Linked DNA regions of Zea mays: all the other regions are linked to region 2. The links are chromatin contacts, called in public Hi-C maps. All regions are on one chromosome and are shown on one strand. Each heading gives the region's core, a stretch centred on a gene start, on an enhancer-like site or on the middle of the called end of the contact. The rest is flanking DNA. Distances are from core to core; before and after follow the strand shown. Region 1 holds the start of LOC100284971. Region 2 holds the start of LOC100277379. Region 3 holds the start of LOC100279829.

Region 1 (3,750 bases), core at 3-2,502, 200 kb before region 2:
TCGCCCAGCGACGTGCCGCGGCCGCTTCTGCTTCAATTATTACTCGCTCCCGCACGTCGTCGTCCCCCATACTTTTTTGAATGCGTGAACGGACGAATTTCCGTGATCTTATAAACAAGATACCGTATTTCTCGGCGTGGAGGACGAACTGGATGGCCGGCGTGTAGTAGTCGGCGTACACGATGCGCACGCCGGGGTGCCTGGCGCGGAGCTCCTCGACCTTGCGGCGCAGCGCGGCGTTGTGCACCCACGACAGCGTGTTGAGCTCCTTGACGCAGCCGCTGCGGGCGCCGTAGCCGCCGGCCGGCTGCCTGCGGAAGATGGAGAGGTAGACGGGGAAGCAGCCGATGGGGAGCACCCCGGGCACCACCAGCTCCGCGGCGCCCTCCGCGATGAGCCGCTCCACGCCCCGCCCGATGGACTCCACCACGTGCGGCACCATGTCGTGCGCCTCCGCCAGCGGCCGGAACGCGAACAGCGGCGAGTTGTAGTCGTTCCCGCCGAACTCGCCCACGATGAACAGCGACCGCCGGAACAGGTCCCGGCACTCCTGCTCCTGCCCGCACAGCTTGGGCTTCATGTCCTGGAACCACTGGATCTGCGTGTGCAGGGACCCCGAGTTCCAGACCGTCTTCCCCAGCCCGCGCTCCACGAAGAAGGGCGTGTCCAGCGACGTGGCGCCCGTGATCGCGAAGTTGGCGCCGCGGTGGAACGTCGCGTTCTTCGCCTTGGACGGCGGCAGCAGCGGCACGCCCAGCTCCTGCGCTGCTCGATCGCCGGGGAGGAGGACACGCAAGCAAATACGGCGGTTATTAGACCGATCGATCGAGTGGCCAGCACAGCATATAGAATAATGCAACATGTGTATCTGTATCCACGCGCGCGCGCGCGCGTACCGATGAAGTCAACGACGAGGCGGCCGTCGGAGCAGCGGCCGGTGGGGTAGCCGAAGTGGGTCATGCCGTAGGGCAGGCGCGCCGTGGCCAGGTAGTCCGGGATGCCGTCCACCACCAGGTTGCCGGCGTCCACCAGGGAGTCCCCGAAGTTGAAGATGGCCGCGTACTCCCGCGCCACGGCCGCCCGCACGAGGAGGACGAGGACGGCGGACCACGCCACCGGCAGCCGGACACCCATGATATGACGACGACCGACCGAGGCGATGCAGCGGAGTCCGCAACACGGCACCACCAGGCGCCGGCACCGCGCGTCGTCGTCGGCGCGCGATCGCGTTCGTTGCTTGCCGCTGCCGCCTGCTGCGTGCCTTCTCGCTTCGCGCGTTTAAATCCCCGCGCGGAACGGAGCTGGTCGTCGCCGGGCCCGGGCTGCTTAAACTAATCGGGGGAGTTTGCTTGTCCCGATTGGTCTGCTGGCTGCTGCGAGAAGAGGAGGACGAGTGCAACTGGCCTAGACTAAAGTTTGATCGGGTCCTTTCGATGGAGTGGTGGCTAATTAATTGGCATGCATGACGCAGTCATGAGCACGACGTCCGCCTGTAGTTGAGCTCCATGCATCCAGCCACTTCAACAACCGCCTGTAGTACAAGAAAGGTTGTCAAAATCGTTCTCTGACCACTGACCTTCAAGTAAGATCGTAATTTTGTCAAATCGTAAAAACTCAGAACGAAACTTCTCGGTTAGCATCGTAAAGTGGTGATTTTTTTTCTGTTTTCTCACCAGTACACGACGACATAACCAAGCTACATCTTAATTTTGTTTTAGTATATCTTATCCTCTAGAAATTAACTACCATGCTGGATCTTAATTTTTGTTTATCTACTTTTTTATCCCTCTATATGTTAACTATGCTACTTGGGTTTTGCATTGGTTACCCTTTATTTTTCTTTATAATAACATCTTTTATCCGCTATAAATTAACTACGAAACCTCTCTCCACAAATGTTTGTTGCTATGGAATTCGTGTCGGTCAAACTTTCTTGAGTTTGACTAGATTTATAGAAGATATTATCAACGTTTATATCTTCGAATAATTTAACTACAAAAATAGATTTAAAGATCTATCTAATGATACTAATTATGTACTATAAATATTAATATTTTTTATATAAATATGATTAAAGTTAAAAATGAATGACTCCTCAAAAAGTAAGAACGAACAATATTTGTGGACGGAAGGAGTAGTTTTTTTAGTAGTGCTCGCTAAGGAGGGTATTTGTGTTATATATATATTTTTTAAAAATAGTCCCTCTACCATCATATATTAGTGACTATTATCATGTTATTTATTAGTGCATTCGGTTTTACCAAAACATAATATGGTTTTAAGAAATTGTATAATATGTTTTATGCGATATGCACTAGTAGAAAAATGGTCAACACCTACGAGACGATATATTTTTACAGACGGATCCGGTTATCCACCGACTGTGCTATTTCTAGTGGCGGTTTTCTTAAGGAACCGCCACTAGAAATCATTTTTATCCTTAATTTTTCGAGTTTTTCAAACGACCTCGTATGACAAAACCATCAAAATAAAAGTTGTAGATCTCTAAAAGTTATGAAACTTTGTAGTTGACAACTTTTTTATTTGAACTCATTTCGGTTCTCAAAAATTGAATCTAAGTATGTCAAATTTAAAATTCAAATTTTGTAAACTACCTCGGATGAAAAAAGTGTCAAAATAAAAGTTGTAGAACTTCAAAAGTTATTTATCTTTGTAGTTGACAAGTTTTTTATTTGAATTGGTTTAGGTTCTCAAATAAGCAATTTACACTCAAATGATTGTAATATGTGGAGAAAACAACTACAAACTAGACACAAGGCATGTCATAGACGGAGTGGTAGTGGAGGGTACGCGCGAGGGTGAGGTCTACGGTTCGATTACTAACAACCGCGTAGCGCGCTAATACAAATAAAATTTTTTGCTATTTTTAAAATCTGTTTTATGTTTCCTGGAAACGATTTGCACTGTCGGTTTTATTACGTCGACCGCCAGTGAAAATCGATTTTCACTGGCGGTTTTATTACGTCGACCGCCAGTGAAAATCGATTTTCACTGGCGGTCTTCAGTTACCCGCCTGTAAAAATGATGATTTTTACTGGCCCCTAGCACTGGCGGTTACGATAAACGCCACTAAAAATATGTTTACGACCGCCCGTATAGATCTTCTCTGTACTAGTGATGTCATGTTAGAAAATTATAGATCCGTTAATTTTATTAGTGCATTCGGTTTTACCAAAGCATAATATGGTTTTAAGAAATTGTATACTATTTTTATGCGATATATATCACGTTATAAAATTATAGATCCGTTAATGTGAAGGTACTCGATCTTACTGTGCTAGCTAGAGTGTACACATGCATGGAGGAATCTTTACATCTACTATACCGGCTGGCGATGGAGGAGCCGGAACATGCACCGAATTATTGTCTCGTAGAGCTGACCTTCGCACCACATCAGAGTTGACGACCCTGCTACTAGCCTCCTCCTCCTCCTCCAGTCCTCCTCCTCCTCCTCCTCCTCCTCCTTCTTGCAATGGATATATGCATGCCACAGCCATGACACAGTATAAATTGATATATCACCAACTTCTTCCCTTTCGAGTGTATAACTGTATATATGGAGAGATAGCAATACGTACGTGCTGATAACATGTTTAGACTACAAAGTTGCGTTGATCGATGTGCGCCCGTCGCCGCCGATGATGGAGAAGAGTCCGGCCACGACTGATGAGCAGCAGGACACGCACTAGTAGAAAAGAGCTCAAAGCCTGCGGCACCCATAAATTATCA
Region 2 (3,608 bases), core at 519-3,018:
TTACACAGTAGTAAGGGGTACCCTAGTTTCAGGGTACCGACAAAGCTCACCATTGCTGTCTCACACCCCTCACATGAGAAGAACATGTGGTTCAAGAGGAGCCGCCCAGCGAGAAGTTCGACTTAATTTAGGTGGCGTCTCCCAGTCAGCTTTGTGGCGCCAGGGAAATAAGATTTAGTTTATTTTATATTTATCATTTATTTTGTAAGACTTACGCCTATGTAATAAGTACATTTATGATATTTATGACATTTATCTCTATGTGCTTGTAATTGTATGTGTTGTTCTTTTTTGACGCACATATGAGATACATCTATAATTCTTTATAGTTCGATATACAGTTTTGAACCCTGAATCTCCTAGGAGCGGAGTAGGTAGTACGGTTTAGAATGGGCATGGGCCGAGAAGGAAAGTTGAGCCTTTTGGCCTAGTGCGGAGCAGTCGCTTAAATCCAAACTACCCAAGCGACCCCCAGGCCCACTCGGCGGAATCTTCGCCCCAGCCGGCGGAGGCGGAGGCGGAACTTGCAAGTTTGGATTCTGGAACCGCTCCGCTCGCAATTTCAGACGGATTTTCATGCGGATTCCCTGCGGAACACACGCAAAAACCTACGCCATGAAGGCAGCCGTGACCAAAGTCAGTGTGCCGGGCTGCCGGCTGATCTGATCGTCGTAGCTAGCCAGGGCGCTGGCAGCACAAGTCCATGCATTCAATTCAAGAACAAGCTAGTCTGAAAAATCAATCGCAGAAACCCAAAGTAGCACTAGGACGAACGGACCAAGCGACGACGAAACGAAACAACAGTACAGTACAGTACAGCAACCTCTCCGGCTAAAGCAAGATGTATGTATGATCCGCACAGCAGAAAGCAGGGGACAGCTAGCAGGGGATCTTGGAGGTAAACCAGGTCATGACATGGAGCGGCGCCTTGACGAGCTCCACGGCCACCTCCAGCAGCACCGTCACGCAGAGGCAGCAGGGGCATAAACGAGATGGGCAGCCTGGATGCACGGACCAAACGGACTGAAGCTATCAGTTAATCTGCTTACTTTAACGGGAGAAGGGAGAAGAAGAAAATAAAGGGGAGCAAGATCGAACAAGAAGGAAACCACGCACCCGATGATCCAGATGACGGCGCCGACGAAGGAGACGAGGACGGCGAGCAGCGCGAAGGGCAGGCCCAGGAGCCACCCGAGCGGCCGGCACTCCCCGTCGCCGCCGCAGCACATCGTCCGCCCTTGACCAGCCGGCCCGCCTCCCCTTCCCTCTCCGGCTCCGCCGTCGCTTTCTAGGTTGGCCGCGCGCGAGGGAAAAAGGAAGGGAAACCGAGCGCGCGCACCAAGACGACAAGAGGTCCGGCCCGCCGGACACGGTCGATAGGTAGTATATATGGAGAAGATGGAGAGGCAGGAGGCGCGCGGTTTCGTGGTCGCTTTCCTTGCGGTGCCCAGCACGCTTTCTCGTCTGACTTTCCAAGGGATAGACGGGGCCGGGTGGGCAGTCTGGCAGACAGTGAGGCAGCCGCGGCAGGGCAGTTTCCGTCGGGGATGGCGTGGCGGACGGCAGCGATGGAGCGACAACGGAACCGTTGGCCAGCTCCCCCAAGGCCCCAACGCACTCGCCGGCCACGTCACGGGAGTCCGTGGGCGGAGTTTGACTGATGGCGCACGCGTTTGGCCGTGGCGCCCGTGCCCGTGGGCCGCCGCCGCCCGCCGGCTGCCTCCTCCTGTCTTGTCCTCCCACGTTCTCGTTGAGTTCTTCTCGTCCAGGTCCAGGTGTCCAACCAACCTCAATGATTTCGCAATCAACAAGATGCCTGACTGCCTGAGGCCTGACTCAGAATTTTAAGTTCGTTTCGGACCAAGGTTATTACACATGTTTATTTTTTAAAAAAAATACTTGTTGCAATTCGATTTTCGATTGCAAGAATAAAAAAACTAGGCAAAATCAAGAATAAGACAAAACTTGATCTAGGATGGATTTACAAAAACAATCAACAACTAGTTAGTTGCTCGTGCATCACTACTATTTTCATATTTAATATATAGTTTCTCTCTACTATACAAACCAATATGAGTTATATAAAGGAAGGTCTTGCTAGAGACCATGGTTCAAATTATTAATAATATGTTTGGTTTGAGGTCAAAGTAGGATGAATCGGGGGCGACATCGTCTCCTCGATTTTTTGGGATCACGCCGCTCCCAAAAATCACTCCAGTGTTCACCTCGCCCCCGCTTGACTCTCAACCAAACACTATAGAAAATGTGGCGGCCTCATTCCATCCCTCCTTGTACATTGAACCAAACGCACCCTAATATTTTATTTCGCTAGCCGTTGGAAACACTTGCTACATGCGCGTAGAGAGGAAAACACACGACAGGAACTAAGGGTTATTTCTATAACCAAACAACGACAAATATTTAATATATTACAATATAAAATCAAATAACAAATAACCATAGTAGTAATAATAATAATATACTTTATTTTTTTGCATGGTCTTTAAAGCAGAACTTTGACCATTTTTTTTTTTGAAAATATGCCATCATTAAATACACAATGAGCATCATGTTAAAGCATTTTTAATACAAATTCAGGTATATAACATACATACACTAAAAAATATGCATTTTTGGTTGAATTGTTAGTCAAAGTTACGTTGACTTTTTTTAAAAAAACATGCACGTCTTATTTTATGGGATAAGAGTATTATTTAGTTGCACAAAGAGTATTATCTAAAATCATCTTAAATTTTTTTAGGACGTGAAATATAGAAGAAGTGGAACGTAAAACTGAAACATAGGAGAATAGGTGGCACAAATGTATATAAGGATCATCATTCAAACCGTCAGACGCTTCTCCACCATTCAAACTGTCAGATGCTTCTCCTTCACCGTTGCAACTGCAAGGTGTACTGCTGCACTCTCAGCAGCTCAGGGCGATCGCAAAGTAAAGGGATCAGATGGACTAGCAGTTGCAAAGTTAGAACACATGAGCAGCTCAACTAGGAGAGGCGGGGCAACAAGAGAGGACGATCAATGGCAATGCAAACCTTTTACTAAAAATGAAAACTGATTCAACAAAAAAAAATTACACGGCTATAGCAATCGTACCATCTTACAACAGGGCGAGGCTCGCCAGGTTCCTGGTCTTCACCTCGCCACTTGTTTCACTGCCCCAGGTTTCAGGTCTCCTCCTATCCAATTCCAATGTGAGGTAACTTGCAGCTCGACGACTAGGCAAACACGGCACCCTACACAACTGCGGGTAGTTGTACAAATGAAATCGGAGCATGTGCTATATCGGACAACCACTTGTGTGGACAAAACGACAAACAGCATGGCACTGGGTTAGAGTTCCTATATGACCAAAATTTACAACAGTCGCCGCCCGACAATTTCACGCTAGAATCCTTCCTTAGTTGAACTAAGTTGCTATGTCCTTTCCAGTGCCCCCATCAATATCTGCACAGAAGGAAGTTCTACATGTCAGATTCATCATTCATGATCGTGTGATCATGAAACTAGTTATAATTTAATCAGTTTATTTATTCCGTACCATGATTCGCTAAAAACTTGCTTTAAAAGAAACAAAATTTTATGCAAAA
Region 3 (3,662 bases), core at 1,028-3,527, 190 kb after region 2:
GCATTACAGGCTTGCAGGTACCCTGTGGGGTCTTTTCTGTAATAGATCTAGCTAGCTAGCAAGGCATCGTGGCCCGGATAGTTAGACAGATGTATGCAAAGATGGGTGTAGATGTTCTGTTTTTTAAAAACATACTACATCCATTCACAAATATATGATATTGTTGACTTTTTTTCCAACAAATTAAGCACTTGTATTATACATTTATGAACAGAGGGAGTACCAGTTTTGATTCTCATTTTCTTAAAAATCAAGGTGTTCTCTTCTAGCTAAAAGATAAAATATGTTTTTTTAAAAAACTTGATTGCTTCCAAACATGGTTTGACGTTTTGACAATTCACGTCAAATATTTATCACCCGTTGTACTATTAAGGACAATAATAGTTTCCACAGTAGACTCATCATAGCGGATTTCGGCCTACTAAAGAAGGTTTAAGTATAAATATCAAAACGTGTCGTCTAATCTGACACAGGCACGATAGAGCACAACACAGAATGTGATCAGACACAACATAGTAAAACCACTGGGCCATGTATGGCCCACCCCAGGGCTGTGACCTTGGCTCACTCACGCCAAGAGTAGTCCAAAATCATATTGTGCCAATATGGCACGGTGGCCCATAGTGGTTGGGCCGCAAGGTAGCCCGTGGAGAAAAACAACTCAACCAATAGATATACAACACTATACCTAAATCTACATAGTCTAAAATCTAAATCTAAAATATGAAGAACATATCAAATATAATAGAAAGCATATCAAACAAAATCTTTCACAACGGCTCTGGCTCCTCAATGGCTAACGCAACACCAACTAACCAACATCACCAAATGACCTACAATAGACCAATAACGAAAGAACAATACAATGTTACATCAATCTATATCTAGGGGACATGGAGAAAGAAGAAAGGGGACTGAGCTAGAGCACCAACTTACCTACACAACTGGATCACTAGAGTCACTAGCGAGGAGCATTAGATAGTCTAGCTTAGGATTGAGTAAAGGGGATTAGGGTTAGAGTTAGAGATCTCAGGAGGATAGAAGGAAGATGCAAGAACTAGTGAACATATATCCATAGATGTCCAAACAGCGTGACAAGACTATGATAATGATAGTTTCCACCCGCATTGCCGCTAGAGATGGAGGAGTCGAGGTAGAGATATAATTTGATACACGGTTGAGGGAGAGAGCGGTGCTGACATATTAAAAATGAGAATGGTTAGGGTTCAGAGAAGACCACCAACGCCTGACCTAACACTCAGTTTATATGGGGACCGGGCACCAAGCCAAGGTCGTGTCTAGCATTGTAACGGGTTGTGCTCGTTCCTAGCCCAACGTGTCGGCATCTCAGCCTATGCATTACATGCCTCTCATGCCGGGTTAGCATGAGTATGGATGAGGGCGAAACATTCCAATACTCGTATATATATATATATATATATATATATATATATATATATACTAGTCAGTTGCTTGTGCTTTGCTACGGTTGTTATATATCATATAAATAGGTATTGAGATATTTATTAAATATAATTATTGTTTATTTTTAAGCACTACGATATGTGTAGTTTGGTGGTTAGCTCCAAATTTATGGAGCAGGGTGCATGAGTTTGAGTGCTCGTTCTAAGCTATTTTTTGCGCGGGAGGGGTCGGTGCTGGACAGGAGCAATAGCTGACGGAGCGGGCGCTGTGGGGTCCACAGGACATTAGCTAAGAGAGCGTTGCGCGGGCGCTGGGCGTGGGGCCCACAGGGCACGGTGGCAAGGCAGGGCGCGTGGGGTAGGGCCGGTAGGCCCAGAGTGTCCGCACGGAGACTGAAGCTATGGTACTGCCCACATTAGGTTCTTAATAAAGTAGTATAAATATATGTGAATGTTTTGGCCAATAAAATAAATCTATGGATAAAGTATTTAATTCATAACCATCTCTGAATTAGGGATGTAAATGATACGAATATTATCCATCTGTATTCTAACTCGATCTGTATAAGAGGGATGAGATCTGATCCATATTCGAGTTCAATTATTCAGTACCCGATCCGTATCCGATTTATATCCGTATCTTAGTCAAAATTGTATATTAAAATATCTATATTCATTCAAATCACATCCAACATAACTTGATAATATATAATATATGTACTCGATATAAAAATAAATATGATACGAATAATATACTTCTGTCATCTACTCCTAAGTCCTAATGAAATAAATACCTAAAAAATCTAGGTACCTATTGTCATCTCTACTCACCAGGTCCAGCCCTATCTGACCCGCCCATCTTTCGCCCTCCCCATCCCGTCGTGGTTGCGCGTCGACGCCATCGACCGACGCTGCCTGCCCACTTCCCCCGCTCCCGTCGCGGCTTGTTAGTCTCACCTGGTCCATCGGCGGCCCCTCTCACCGGGACGCGAACTCCTCCGCGCTTCCTTCCGCCGAAGCGAAGCGCTCTACCCACCTTCGTCCTTCTGCACTCTTCTGTACGGGCGTGGAACGTAGATCTGTCTATGCTGGCACTGGTTTCTGCTTCCCTTGGTAAGGAATCCCTAGCTTGCCTGACTGCATCGGTCTAAGAGGGCACCGGATTTTTTTCCCTGGGAGTCGGCTTGTATTCCTAATTTTTTGTTAAGGGTTTGGCTGTTTGCGGTCGGGGGTACTGTTATCTCTGTATCCTCCAAAAAACACGAGTTCAACTGAAACCCCCACGCACCAAAATTATGGATTTTCACTTCGATAGTTGTTTATTATTTTAAAAAACAAACTTGGTTGCTGAATAAGTGAAGTAGCTTCTGAACACATAATTACATTTCGTAATTTATTGTTGAGAAAGGGGAGGCAGCAGCAAAGATAAAAGGAAACCATTGGTTTTTGTTTTGTTTTGTTTTTCGAGAGGAGCAAGCCATTGTTACTGGAGACCATTGTGTTTTCAGCAACGATGTGCTGGCTTCAATCACTAGGAAGCTGATTGTGTCCACTGCCCACCATTGCAAATCTAACCGTACTTAGTCAGTGATGTTTTTTTTTTTTTGTAAATATGTATCTGGGGGGTATCTGAGTAGTCCATTCTGCAGGTGTAGCTAAAGATTTCACCAGCATACAATGCAGGTTACTAAAGGACTTCAAACTACATTGAAGTCACCTTTTCACGAATTTTTTAAGTCACACTTATTCTAGGCATGTTAGGTCTCCTGGAGATGTGGTTCTGTCAAAGCCTAGAGGGAGGCCTTTTGTCTCAACTTTTGATTTCAGGAAACTTTGCCCTCAAATCGATTAGCAAACTGACGATGTTACTACTGGAAACAGGACATTGGATTGCTATATAGTATATAGATCCAGTTTCTACACTCCAACACAAAGCAGATGGCCTAAACTAGTAACCAATAGGCAGGACACTAATCTAACGTTTGTACCCTGCACGAATGATCGGTAGCCACAAGACCATTTCCCTGTTTGGAATGAAACTATTTTTGTTGTTGCTTTAATGGACAATTTACTCTTGTTAATGCTGTGCAGGTCAGTATTTCTGCAGCTAAACAGATAATTCACATTTGTTGCTATCAAGTTATTTGAAAGTTTTTTTATGGTTGAGAGAAACAGATATTCTTCACCTAGTGGGTCTGCTCATTGATGGAAGACAACCAGATTTTGGTTCAGTCAGAG

What was found. A called contact is a pair of places that touch in the nucleus more often than the background predicts.
Region 1: a Hi-C map of leaf shows a contact between it and region 2, with 4 times the contacts expected there. The contact joins the promoter of LOC100284971 here to the promoter of LOC100277379 in region 2. A contact is called at or near these places in 10 of 25 Hi-C or Micro-C datasets (ear, endosperm, leaf and 2 more).
Region 3: a contact with region 2 is called in a Hi-C map of bundle sheath, with 2.1 times the contacts expected there. The contact joins the promoter of LOC100279829 here to the promoter of LOC100277379 in region 2. A contact is called at or near these places in 4 of 25 Hi-C or Micro-C datasets (bundle sheath, ear and leaf).

The regions. Positions count from the first base shown.
Region 1 is chr8:25,373,027-25,376,776 of Zm-B73-REFERENCE-NAM-5.0, reverse strand. It overlaps LOC100284971, which reads right to left and starts at 1,252. Exons shown (of 3, transcript NM_001157866.1): 1 at 897-1,252; 2 at 124-765. The coding sequence starts at 1,134.
Region 2 is chr8:25,172,829-25,176,436 of Zm-B73-REFERENCE-NAM-5.0, reverse strand. It overlaps LOC100277379, which reads right to left and starts at 1,768. Exons shown (of 2, transcript XM_008657550.4): 1 at 1,117-1,768; 2 at 689-1,001. The coding sequence starts at 1,229. The coding sequence ends at 764. LOC100274451 reads right to left here. Exons shown (of 5, transcript NM_001148810.1): 5 at 3,039-3,465.
Region 3 is chr8:24,980,440-24,984,101 of Zm-B73-REFERENCE-NAM-5.0, reverse strand. LOC100279829 reads left to right here and starts at 2,277. Exons shown (of 2, transcript NM_001152783.2): 1 at 2,277-2,537; 2 at 3,516-3,662. The coding sequence starts at 3,630. It overlaps LOC103634967, which reads left to right. Exons shown (of 4, transcript XM_020542930.1): 4 at 1-203.